2 separate regions of the Gossypium raimondii genome follow, and region 2 is linked to region 1. The links are chromatin contacts, called in public Hi-C maps. All regions are on one chromosome and are shown on one strand. The core of a region is the stretch at or near the end of the contact, and the rest is flanking DNA. Distances in the headings are between cores, read along the strand shown.

What was found. A called contact is a pair of places that touch in the nucleus more often than the background predicts.
Region 2: a Hi-C map of leaf shows a contact between it and region 1, with 3 times the contacts expected there. The contact joins the promoter of LOC105782064 here to the promoter of LOC105782987 in region 1. A contact is called at or near these places in 2 of 2 Hi-C or Micro-C datasets (both in leaf).

What each region holds. Positions count from the first base shown.
Region 1 is chr13:49,708,394-49,714,159 of ASM2569854v1, reverse strand. LOC105782987 (AT-hook motif nuclear-localized protein 14) reads right to left here and starts at 1,610. Exons shown (of 6, transcript XM_012608135.2): 1 at 1,116-1,610; 2 at 419-471. The coding sequence starts at 1,476. LOC105782990 reads right to left here. Exons shown (of 5, transcript XM_012608139.2): 5 at 5,349-5,668. The coding sequence ends at 5,567.
Region 2 is chr13:49,844,576-49,849,700 of ASM2569854v1, reverse strand. LOC105782064 reads left to right here and starts at 3,787. Exons shown (of 7, transcript XM_012606547.2): 1 at 3,787-3,998; 2 at 4,878-5,021. The coding sequence starts at 3,866. LOC105782065 (serine/threonine-protein phosphatase PP1) reads right to left here and starts at 2,264. Exons shown (of 4, transcript XM_012606548.2): 1 at 1,849-2,264; 2 at 1-194. The coding sequence starts at 2,023.

The DNA of each region.
Region 1 (5,766 bases), core at 361-2,860:
GTGAATCTATTGCATATGCCAAATTCCTTAACTCACATCCTTCTAACTGCTCTCAACTCCAAAGAGGAAAATCTAAAGGAAAAATAAAACCAACAGGAGGAACTATCACAAATGTTCTCATTGAACTTTCCACAATGGCTACCATGGTCTCAAGTTGTTTGTAACTGAAACATCATAACCTTAAAAAACATAAGGATTTTATATCGGAAACACAAAGTCGAACCATGCTATTTTTCTTTAACAAGATGAAGAACACAGCTTGTTGAAACTACTGGATAATGCAGAATGTAACAGATGAGATTTTACGGAATTCTTAAGGAGACTAGTATGCATATCTGTTCTGCAGGAACATATATAATTGATGCCAACACATATCTGAAATATTAATAAAAACTTGTAGCAGTGATGAGCATCATACCTCTCCTGCAACTACATTGATAACGTGTGGAGTAAAACTTTGACCAGCATTGCCTGTATCCATTACAAGGACGCAAGAGAAAGAACTTAAGTGTCTAATGAGAGGAAAAATGAAATAAAAGCAAACAATAACTCGACCAACTTGAGAAGGGATTCATACATGAAACAATTAGATGTTTCACAATAATAAGGTGGATTAAGAATATGCATCCATCTCAATTCGAACAAAGTTGCAATCATGAAAGAAAAGCCCCAAAAACCTTCTCAATTCGAATAAATTTGCAATGTTCCATACACAATATACCCAGAACGTTCACAATTTCCACAAATTAGCAACACGACACCCCAAGCCATCAAATTCACGAATATGGAACAAAAGAAATAATCTCTTTTATCAGAAATCCAACCAAAGAAAAGAAAAAGACAATAGATTCACATGCAATGCATCAAACCCTCTCATTCCCAAAAAAGAAATTTGTGGTAAAAAAAGCTTCTCAATTTTCACAAAGAAGGGTACCAAACGTGAAATACTTCAAAAAAAGGCCTCCACAAAGCAGAAAACAAAGACGACGGTTTCCAAAACAATGCACCCAAACTCTTTCATTTTTCAATAAATTTGCAATAAAACCCCCCAAAACCATCAAATTCATAAAAAAGTACCAGAAGGCAATAATCTTTTTTTATGAATAAACACCCACCTAAAACAAACTGAGACTTCTTAGAAGACCCAGAAAGCGAACCACTGGTACCACCAAGAGCCAACTGCTGCAGCTGCTGCTGTTCACGCCGTTCCTTGGAGCTCAACGACGCCGTTTTCTTAGCTGCCATGGCCTGTTCCGGGGTTCCATACTTCCTAGGCCTCCCTCTCTTCCTCCTGGTAGGCTCCAACGGCGACGTCACCGCCGAAGGCACCGAATGAGGGTACAACATGTTGTGGGACCCCCCACTTTCATTATGGAGGAGAAGCCCATTGGTCGTTGACGGAGTGGTGGTGACAGTGGTGGTGGTGGTGGTGGTGGTGAAGTAGTGTTGGTGATGATGGGTTTCATTGGGTTCCATTGATATTTTCTGTTTATTGAGATTTTTAGAGAGAGAAATTCGAAAAATAAAAATAAAAAAATTTTATTTAATTTTTTGTTTATAATTTCTTTTTCGGTTTTGGGGGTTTTTGTTTTCGTTTTAGGGATTTTTAATTTGGGGTCGAGGAATTTGAGCCGTTGGATGAAGCTTTGGAACGTCAGACGATTCACTGTTGAAATAAATATATATATCTTCGTAAGGACAAAACGGATTTTGTTTATTTTGTTTTTAGGGTTTAAGATTTTTTAGGGCAAATTACTTTCGTAGTCACCTAATTATGAACAATTACAAAATATCACCTACCTGTTCTATTTTTTCCTTTTCGGTCTCAGGCGGTTAAATGGCCAACGGAAAGATGATGTAATTCTTAAAATTGGCATAATAATAACTTTGACCCTCAAACATTTATACACTGTGTTTGTTTGATTTTGATTCTAAAAAATTAACACTTAATATTTACACATTATGTAATTTGATATTTTTTACAATTTTGTTTTTCTTTTCAACTGTTCCACCTAAAAACAAATTTATTAGCTAAATTAGATTAAAATACTAAAAATGGAAACATCAAAAAATCTAATATCATAATTTTCACTTTTTTTCATTCTTTTCTCTTGATACTTTGAATCTCAACCATTAGGTTCAACACTAAAGCTTAAGTTGACTCAGTCTTCGTCAGTTCACTCTTTACTAATTTCATAATATTCATGCTTGAATTGTTCGATATTGGTTCAACTAAGCCTTTTGTTATTGCCATCATCATCGTTGTTATCATCTTCGTCGTCAGTTCACCACTCGTTCAATAAACTCACTAAATTTTTAAAATTAAAACTAAGTTGACATAATGTGTAAATATTAAGGGTCAAAGTTGCTATTATACCAAATTGTAAAGCTGACACTTCATATTTTTGTTAGCCAAAAAAAATGAGTGACCATTTTGTGATTTTTTATAATTAGATGATAAAAAAGAAACTTGAGTGACTACTAATAAAAATTACCTTTTTTATTTTTTATTTTTTGAATAATTTTGGTTTATTTGTGTCCGTGTTTGGAAACCGACGATATTAGATTCTAAATTCGATTTGTTCCTCTGCTAGTCCCTGTGATTGAATAAAATTTGAGGTTTGGTCTCTAGTTAAAAGTTTAGTCATTCTACTTTTTCAATTTAAAAGATTTAGTTCAATTATTGTCGTTGATAATTTTGTCAAATTTTATTAATTTAACATGTTTACTTTCTGTCAATCATATGCTACATCATATGAGAATAATTTAATAAAAATTAAAATTAACAAATTTTAATAAAAAATAATTACGGTTTTAATGACTCAATATTTTTAAACAAAAATAAGGGTAAACTACACACATGGCCATCCAATTATAAAAATAAATAAAAATTATAATTTAAGCACTCAAGTTACATAGTTTGATCATTTTGATCATTCTCGTTAAAACCATGAATAGAAATTTGTTTTTAAAATTTTGATTTCCATGTCATTGTTATTTATTAAAAAGTTATCATTTTAGTCTCCTAAACTTTAAGTTTAATTTATATGAGTCCTAGAAAAATTGGGACATTTGCATTTGTGAGCCTCTGTGTCAGTTTCTAACACAACAATCCCAAACCCACCGTGGCCGATGATTCTATTGGCAGGGAAGCATCCCGTGGCTTTAAGCTCTCTGTAAGTGAATTCTTGTGGCATTTTGATTATCTCCGATGCAAAAGATAGTCCTAAATTCTACTCATGCTTGAACTTTTTAGAGTAAACCCATATCAAAGCACCAGCAAATAAGGCTAAAAATAAAGCTCTGGCGCTTACCACCCCTGCAACAGCTACTGGACCTTCTCTGCAACGTTGGTTATGGCATGATGAAGAAGAAGAAGGCGGTGAAAGCGGCGGCAGTGGTTTGACGGAATTGGCGGTTAGGTTTATTAAAGTAGTCACCGTTGGTGGCAGCGGAGACTATGTTGACTCTAATCCTGACCTTGAACTGAAACTCCACCATTCTATCTCACCAGGGATTTAAATTGCGGTCGCGGCCGCGATTTCGGTCGCATTACGTTTATCGCGGTTGCGGACATAACGGATGCTATTGCGGTTACTGCGGGTATCGCGGTCGTGAATTTTAAAAAAAATTCACACAACTTATTGTAAAATATAATAGCGGTTTCGGCAGTAGCGGTTTTGGCAGTAACGGTTTCGGGCGGTGCCGCTACCGCTATATAATGGCCGCTATTTCGGTAACGGACCGCTATTTAAATACCTGGCTATGAGCCTCGGTGCTTCCTTGTGCTGAGCCTGAAAATCCTACGTACGTGAAATTATTAACATATTAAAAGTGAATAATGAAATGGGATTGTTAGGAATTTGAATATGAAATTAATACGTTGAAAACTCTAAATGAACCATTGTATTCGATTTATGAATGGATAACATTGTGGCTCTTTAAATCGATATCCAAAATTACATTATTAATATCCACACTTACTCAAAAAGTGAATAAAAATAAAGCCCGTTTATAAATAGCTTAGCCCGAATCAGCTGTTTCGCTGTTATTTTGTTATTATATTGTTACTATTTTATTGTTATTGTTTAGATATTATATAACTCTTATTTTATTGTTAATTTTGCTACTATTTTAAAGGTATGTGTTTATTAAGTTGTAGATGTTTTAGTGTTATTTAAATATAAAGACTTTTTAAATATATTTTTAATCCGTTGAGAAACATTTATTTTAATATTTTTAGTGTAGTTGATATATTATATTTTTTAAATTTACTCTTACAAAAATAATCTAATTGGTTAAGTGAACATCGCTGAGAGGTTTCAAGCTGCCATGAGATGCTTCCATGCCAATAGAATCATCGGCCACAGTGGGTTTGAGATTGTTGTGGTAAAAACTGACATAGAGGCTCACAAATGCAAATGTCACCATTTTTCTTTAGGCCTCGTTTAAGTTAAAGTAAAAATTTGGGAGACTAAAATGGTAATTTTTTAATAAATAACAATGACATGGAAATCAAAATTTAAAAAAAAAAACGGGAGTGACCAAAATAATTAATCTATGTAACGTGGATGTTTAAATTGTAATTTTTTCTTAGAGTACCTAAAATGAAAATTTTTATAGTTAAGTGACTATACATGTAATTTGTCGAAAAAGTAAAACTTTAACTTTTAATTTTTTTTGAACTAAAATAAATAACCAGTAGCACTAGCATTTGCTGCTAAAATCAATATATGAAGCCATTAAAATTACACAACCTCTTCAAAAGTTTTTAAAATAAATAAAATAACTTATTTAATCACATTTTTTAAATTAAAATAAGCATCTAAATTCTACGTTAAAATATGAAAGATAAATTTGCATAAAAAATTTCCTAATTTATTTGCACATTATTAAATTTATTAATAATATATACATTTAATTTATTGATAATATATATAATTTTTGAAGTTACAATTAATTATATGAACAATTTGAACGAGAACCAATTAGAAGTTCCAGGGAAAGATTGGGACCCTGGGTGGATTGGTGGCTAACTGGATGTACTCTCAATGAACTACTAAAATGGCCACTCTTCTTCTGATAAACTGGTGTGGAGGGAGGGTCCAAAAGGTATCTTTTCCATCAAGGGAGCTTATTGCTTTCTCTGAGAAAGGCAATTTAACTACCAACCAATATGTGGTAATTCTTTGGAAGCTTGATCTCCTCTATAAAAGTATCATGTTCTTGTAAAATAAATTTGCAATAACTATTTACCTATGCAAAAGGAATTGGTGAGCCATGACATCCCTATTGGGACATTCAAGATCAGAGGGCCTCAGCCTTTGCCAATAATACCAAAGCCTCAATAGCAACAATAAATATAAATTTATACACTGCAAATACAATAAAAACGAATCATCCACATTATCATATAGGTATCCCTTCAAATGCACGGATAAACTCACACAGACCATAAATGGGGTATCAAGAATGAGTAACAAAGTGCAAATCAACAAATATTTTACAGACATTAATAGAGACAATGAGTCATTAGAAGTAGATCACAACCATATGAAGAACTGCTTCATGAGTTCTTCTCAACATGCTCATCTTTCAATGGCTCCCCATCATTAGTCTCCTTTGTCGATGGTGAAACTGAAGAATGCATATTCTTAAGCTCCTCTAACTGCAACAAATAAAGAACTCAGTTAACTAGTGAAAAATTTTTTATTCCGAGATTATCATGGTGCACAGATTAATCTGATAAAAGAACAGTAAGAAAAG
Region 2 (5,125 bases), core at 2,538-5,037, 130 kb before region 1:
ACATTCATGGTTACCCCTCAAGAGGAAAAAGTTTTCAGGGTGTTTTATCTTGTAAGCAAGAAGAAGACATATGGTCTCCAGACTTTGCTTGCCTCGATCAACATAGTCCCCCAAAAATAAGTAGTTGGCATCTGGTGGCAATCCACCGTACTCAAAAAGCCTTAAAAGATCAGAATATTGACCATGAATATCACCTGAATGTCATAAACAGATTTCAGACAGGAAAGGAATTCAAAAGCATTCTATATAACCGTTTGGAAAATAGAAGTAAAAATTAGGACCAATATGATGAAAACAATTTCCCCCAAATGCTACCTCATACGATAAATAATAAAGCTAGTAGCACGACTGCAACACAATAGTCAATTTGAAGTACTTTTGTTAAAAGAATTTATTGTTTCATGAATATTCAGCCCTACTCTGGATAATGCAGAGATTTTGTCTTGGTTTAAAATTTTAAGACATGCACTTATTGAAGCACTCCATACTTTAGAAATATCAACATGTAGCAAAAAGTTTCACTTATAATGTGGCAGAGAAAGAGATAGAGAGAGAGAGACAAAGACAAGGAATATAAGTAATGTGGATATTCAACATTGTATCATCTCCATTGAGTAGTCCTACCAAACATTCATGCTACACCAAGGAAAATTATCACATACCAAGAACCAAATCAGTGGTACTTTTAGAGCAGAAGATCCAGAATTCAAATAAATATGATTGGCTATCTATGCATCAAATTCATAAAGCAAACATGCAGCAAAACATTCTAAACTTCTAGTTTGAGCTCTTAAGACAAAAGACATTACAAACTGGAGTCCTTGCAGGTTGTTGCAGGTTGTTCAGCTAAATCACATCAGAAATTTCTAGTAAACAACATACGTGAGACAAAATTAGATAATGAAGAAAACACTCACGTGAATTCTCCAAAAGATCTAGTATAGGACAAAACAGTTTAGAATTTCCAAAAATTAAACACTCAGGACACAAACAGAAGGAAAAATGGGCACAAACAGATAGATAATCGAAGAGATAGGAATAACTAGCATACCGCAGGTGCAATGCCACAAGTAATTAAAGAAAAAAGACAAATATTAGGCTGCAATGATAATATAGCACAAATGGAAACCCCAACTAGATGAACACCCAATTCACAAAAAGAAAAAGCCAAAGCAATTTAAGTCATAGGATTAACAAAGAAAGTTGGTCTTCAAAAAAACAATGATGCATGTCTAGGTGCAAAATAAAATATGGTGAGCCATCTTGACCACTTTGAAAACAACTGTAAAATCCAAAGCATAAGAAAGCCTTATTTTGAGTTGGCCATTTTGACCTACGCTCGTATGTGAATTCATCCAATACGAGAAGAACATGCGAGATAGACAATCATCATAACATTCCCACTAACTTGAAAACTTAAAAGATGAACAGAACCATCTCCGAAGTCCAACCTTAAGCAACCAAAAACACAGAAAACCAGGTCATTCCTCGGTATAAAACTGCAATTTAATGAAACGAACACAGCGAACTAAAACATCACTCAATGAATTTTACCTAATAAGCGAAAACCATCCCAATGTAATATGAGAGGTTGCAAGCTAATTCATGCTTTATAACTCAGCAAGATTAGCTTAACTTACTAATTCCAAGTTAAGAGTAAATAAAACCCAAGGTAATAAACAAAAAATGAGAAAATAAAGGGCAAATCCAGGATGCAGTTCCCAAAAGATAGACCTTAAAGTCACAAAATTGAACTTCAACTCATCAAAGTCAGTCAAAGCAAACATATGGATCATAAATACCATACAAAATAAGCATTGGGTATTCAAAAAATAAGTGAAAAAATACCACAAATCTTGATGGGGGCTTCAAGTTCCAACAAATTAGGTTGTTGTAAGAAAATCTCTTTAGAAACCAAACAAAGCTGCCGGATCTCTGATTCAGATAACTGAACTTGTTTCCCTGGTCGACCCCTAACTTCCAAAAGCCGGTTTATAATATCATCCAGTAACCCTTGATCCATTTTTCAACCCTCTCTCTTTTTGAACAAATTGGGGTCTTCGAGTTTGCCCCCCCCCCCCCCAAACGAAAAGTCAACGGTTTTTTTTCTTCTTTTCTGAGGGATGCAAAAGGGTAAAGAGAGCGAAGAACAGCAGGCCGTCCAGCGAAGAAAGAGCGAATTGGCGAGGTCGTTCTAGAGAAATTGAGCTTTTTGTATGTGTGTATAGGGTTTTGGTTGAAGCGTTAAAGGGGAAAAAAAAGGGTATGTAGAAAACAAAGATGGAAATTTTATTTATGAATTTTTAGTTTATGTTTGTGAATTATTATTATTACTATTATGAGTAAAATTACATTAAAGGAATTAACTTTAACCTAATAAATAAAAGCATTATGTCAAATTCAATTTTAAAATATAAAAAAATCAGAACCGCTTAGATTAATCAAAATATGAATAAAAAGGAAATGAAAATAATTAATTTATTGGATAAAATATTTTAATTTTCAATACCATGGAATGACTTGAGTAAGTTAGGTAATATCTATCTATACCTACTTTTATTAACTTCACCACTTGATTTATTAATATCAAGTAAGCTGATGAAAATAAGAATAAAATTATTATTTTTAAATAAATAGAAATATTTCTTAAAAAGAAATAATTATACCATTCAATTATTTTTATAAAAAATATTTTTAACAGGCTCATTTTTATCTGGGTGCAATTATTAGTGAGATAATATAATATGTTGTCCCAACTAAATTCACTTTAATATTTGTATTGTTTTTATCAAAAAATATTTGTATATTTTTAGTTTACTTTGACATCTAAACTTAATAATTAGATTCATTTTGATTTTAAATTAGGATTACATTAAGACTGAATGATGTGATTAGTGTTCTTGGAACATACCTGAAATGGTAATCGAATTGACTAATATACTAGTCCAAAGTTCAAACAAAAGGGTTGACTTTGAACTAGAAATGACTCAAAATTGATAAAAAGAAAATTAAAAATTGGGGCAAAAACCAGTAGTTGAATATGTTTAATAAATTTTTTTATTTTATAAAATTGTAATTCTTTATTTTAATTGTTGTTGGTATAGCAATTGAACTGATCAAATCGATTGAACCAAGAATCAATTGTCTGATTGATTCTAATGCTAATTCAGTTATTAAAATATTACATGTAACACTTTAAAAATTTTCAGGTGATGACATGTCACAATCTTAAAATGCCACAACACAAACTTTTATATTTTTTTAAGTTCTTGGACCAAAATGAACCTAATTGTTAAGTTCAAGAGTCAAAAAATATATTATTCTATTCTTGATAAACTATCCATTATTTGCATTTTTAAAAATAGATTATTTCTCTTTAATTCAAACTAATCGATTGACTCTTAACTTAATTGACATAAACATTGTTGCATTTGTAGAAGGGCGTGGATTATAGTGCGTTGACACGCATTATTCTCTTATTTATGAGTTAGGAATGAATTGTGGGTAATTCTAAATATTGTATCAAAAAAGAGCAGATATAATCCGAATCTATAATGAAAATTATATAAAAATGGATTATTATATTTTTGAAAGGATTATTTTTATAATATAAAATTTATAAAAGGAATATATTTATTTCACCCCCAAGGGGGACTTGTATTGAACTTAGGCTTCAGAATCGGATTTAATATAAATAAAAACGACTTTGGTGTTTTTCACTTTTTCTTAATAGCACGTGCAATCCTTAATGTCACGTGACATCTATAAGATACAACCCCCAATTTTCTTCCGTCTTCAACCTATTGCGAAAACCCAGATTTTGTCAGCGTTTCTCACCAACCAAACGCTGTTAAGGAAAAAAACAATGAGAAAAGCAGGGCCAAGAAAGGAAGGGAACTACACGAATCCATGTTTAACGATGCATCAGCCATGGGCTTCATTGTTAGTTTATGGGATCAAACGTATAGAAGGCAGGTCTTGGCCTGCTCCAATCAGAGGTATCCGCTCTTTTTTCTTTAAATAAAGCTTTCAAATTTATGCATAAATCCTAATACCCTATTTTTTGGGGGGTTATATTTCACGGGGTTATTTTTTTTTTTGATAAAAACTCTACAATATGTAGGAGATTTTTTGGAAAAAGTACCAACTTTTATGCTTTTCATGTTTATATTTTTCTCCATAGTATAGGATTTTAAGTTATGGGGTTGATTGATCCTTAGTAAGGTTAGGAGCTTTGGTGCTTCCATTATTTTCCTTCCCAACAGTATAAGATATCTAGTTTCTTTACTCAATAGTGAAGAAAAGGTTCAGGTTTTTAGCTGCTTTGTATCGGAACTTAATTTGGAGTTTTTTTTATTTTTGTTTTCTTTACTTCTTATAGAAACAATGCTTGTTGTTAGGAGTAAAAGAAGTTCCAAAATTTTTTTGATTGTTTTTCAATCTTACAATTACTGATTTTCAATTTGTTTTGATTATTTTGACCTAATTAGCTGATTAATGGTTGGGACACCTATAATTGAAGTTGATAAAGTGACTCCATCATAAGAAAATTAGGGTGAGGTAGTCTGAATTAAGAGGGATATATAAATTTTGATGGTAATAGAAGCATAAATATGCTGCCAATTTTGATGGTACTTTAGTTTACTACAATAAGTAGACATTCAAGCTCTGGTAAGCAATAAGTTTTTCATGTCCAGTTGAAACGGACTGTTCCCGAATGGGAAAGTGTTTCTAGAAGACCCCAGCAAGATATTCTGTTTCAATTCTTTGCATTAGCCCTGAAGTGGGAATGTCTATATCGATTTAGAGAAATGAAAATTTCTTTTCCATACTTCGAAATCAACCTGCCTCTAAGTGATATTGTATTTTTGTTCCAGGCCGCCTTTGGATACATGCTGCCAGTAAAGTCCCGGATGAATCTACGATCAAAGCAATGGAGGATTTCTATAGGGAAATTTACGCATTGAATGGAATTACCGATATTAAATTTCCAGAACATTACCCTATCTCAAGACTGCTAGGTTAGTCCTTTCTATACTAATCTGATCTCTTTTGGTATTCCTGGTGCTTTATTGCTTGTTTTCGGTTTTTGCATTATTTACTGAAATCGGTACATTGCAAATTG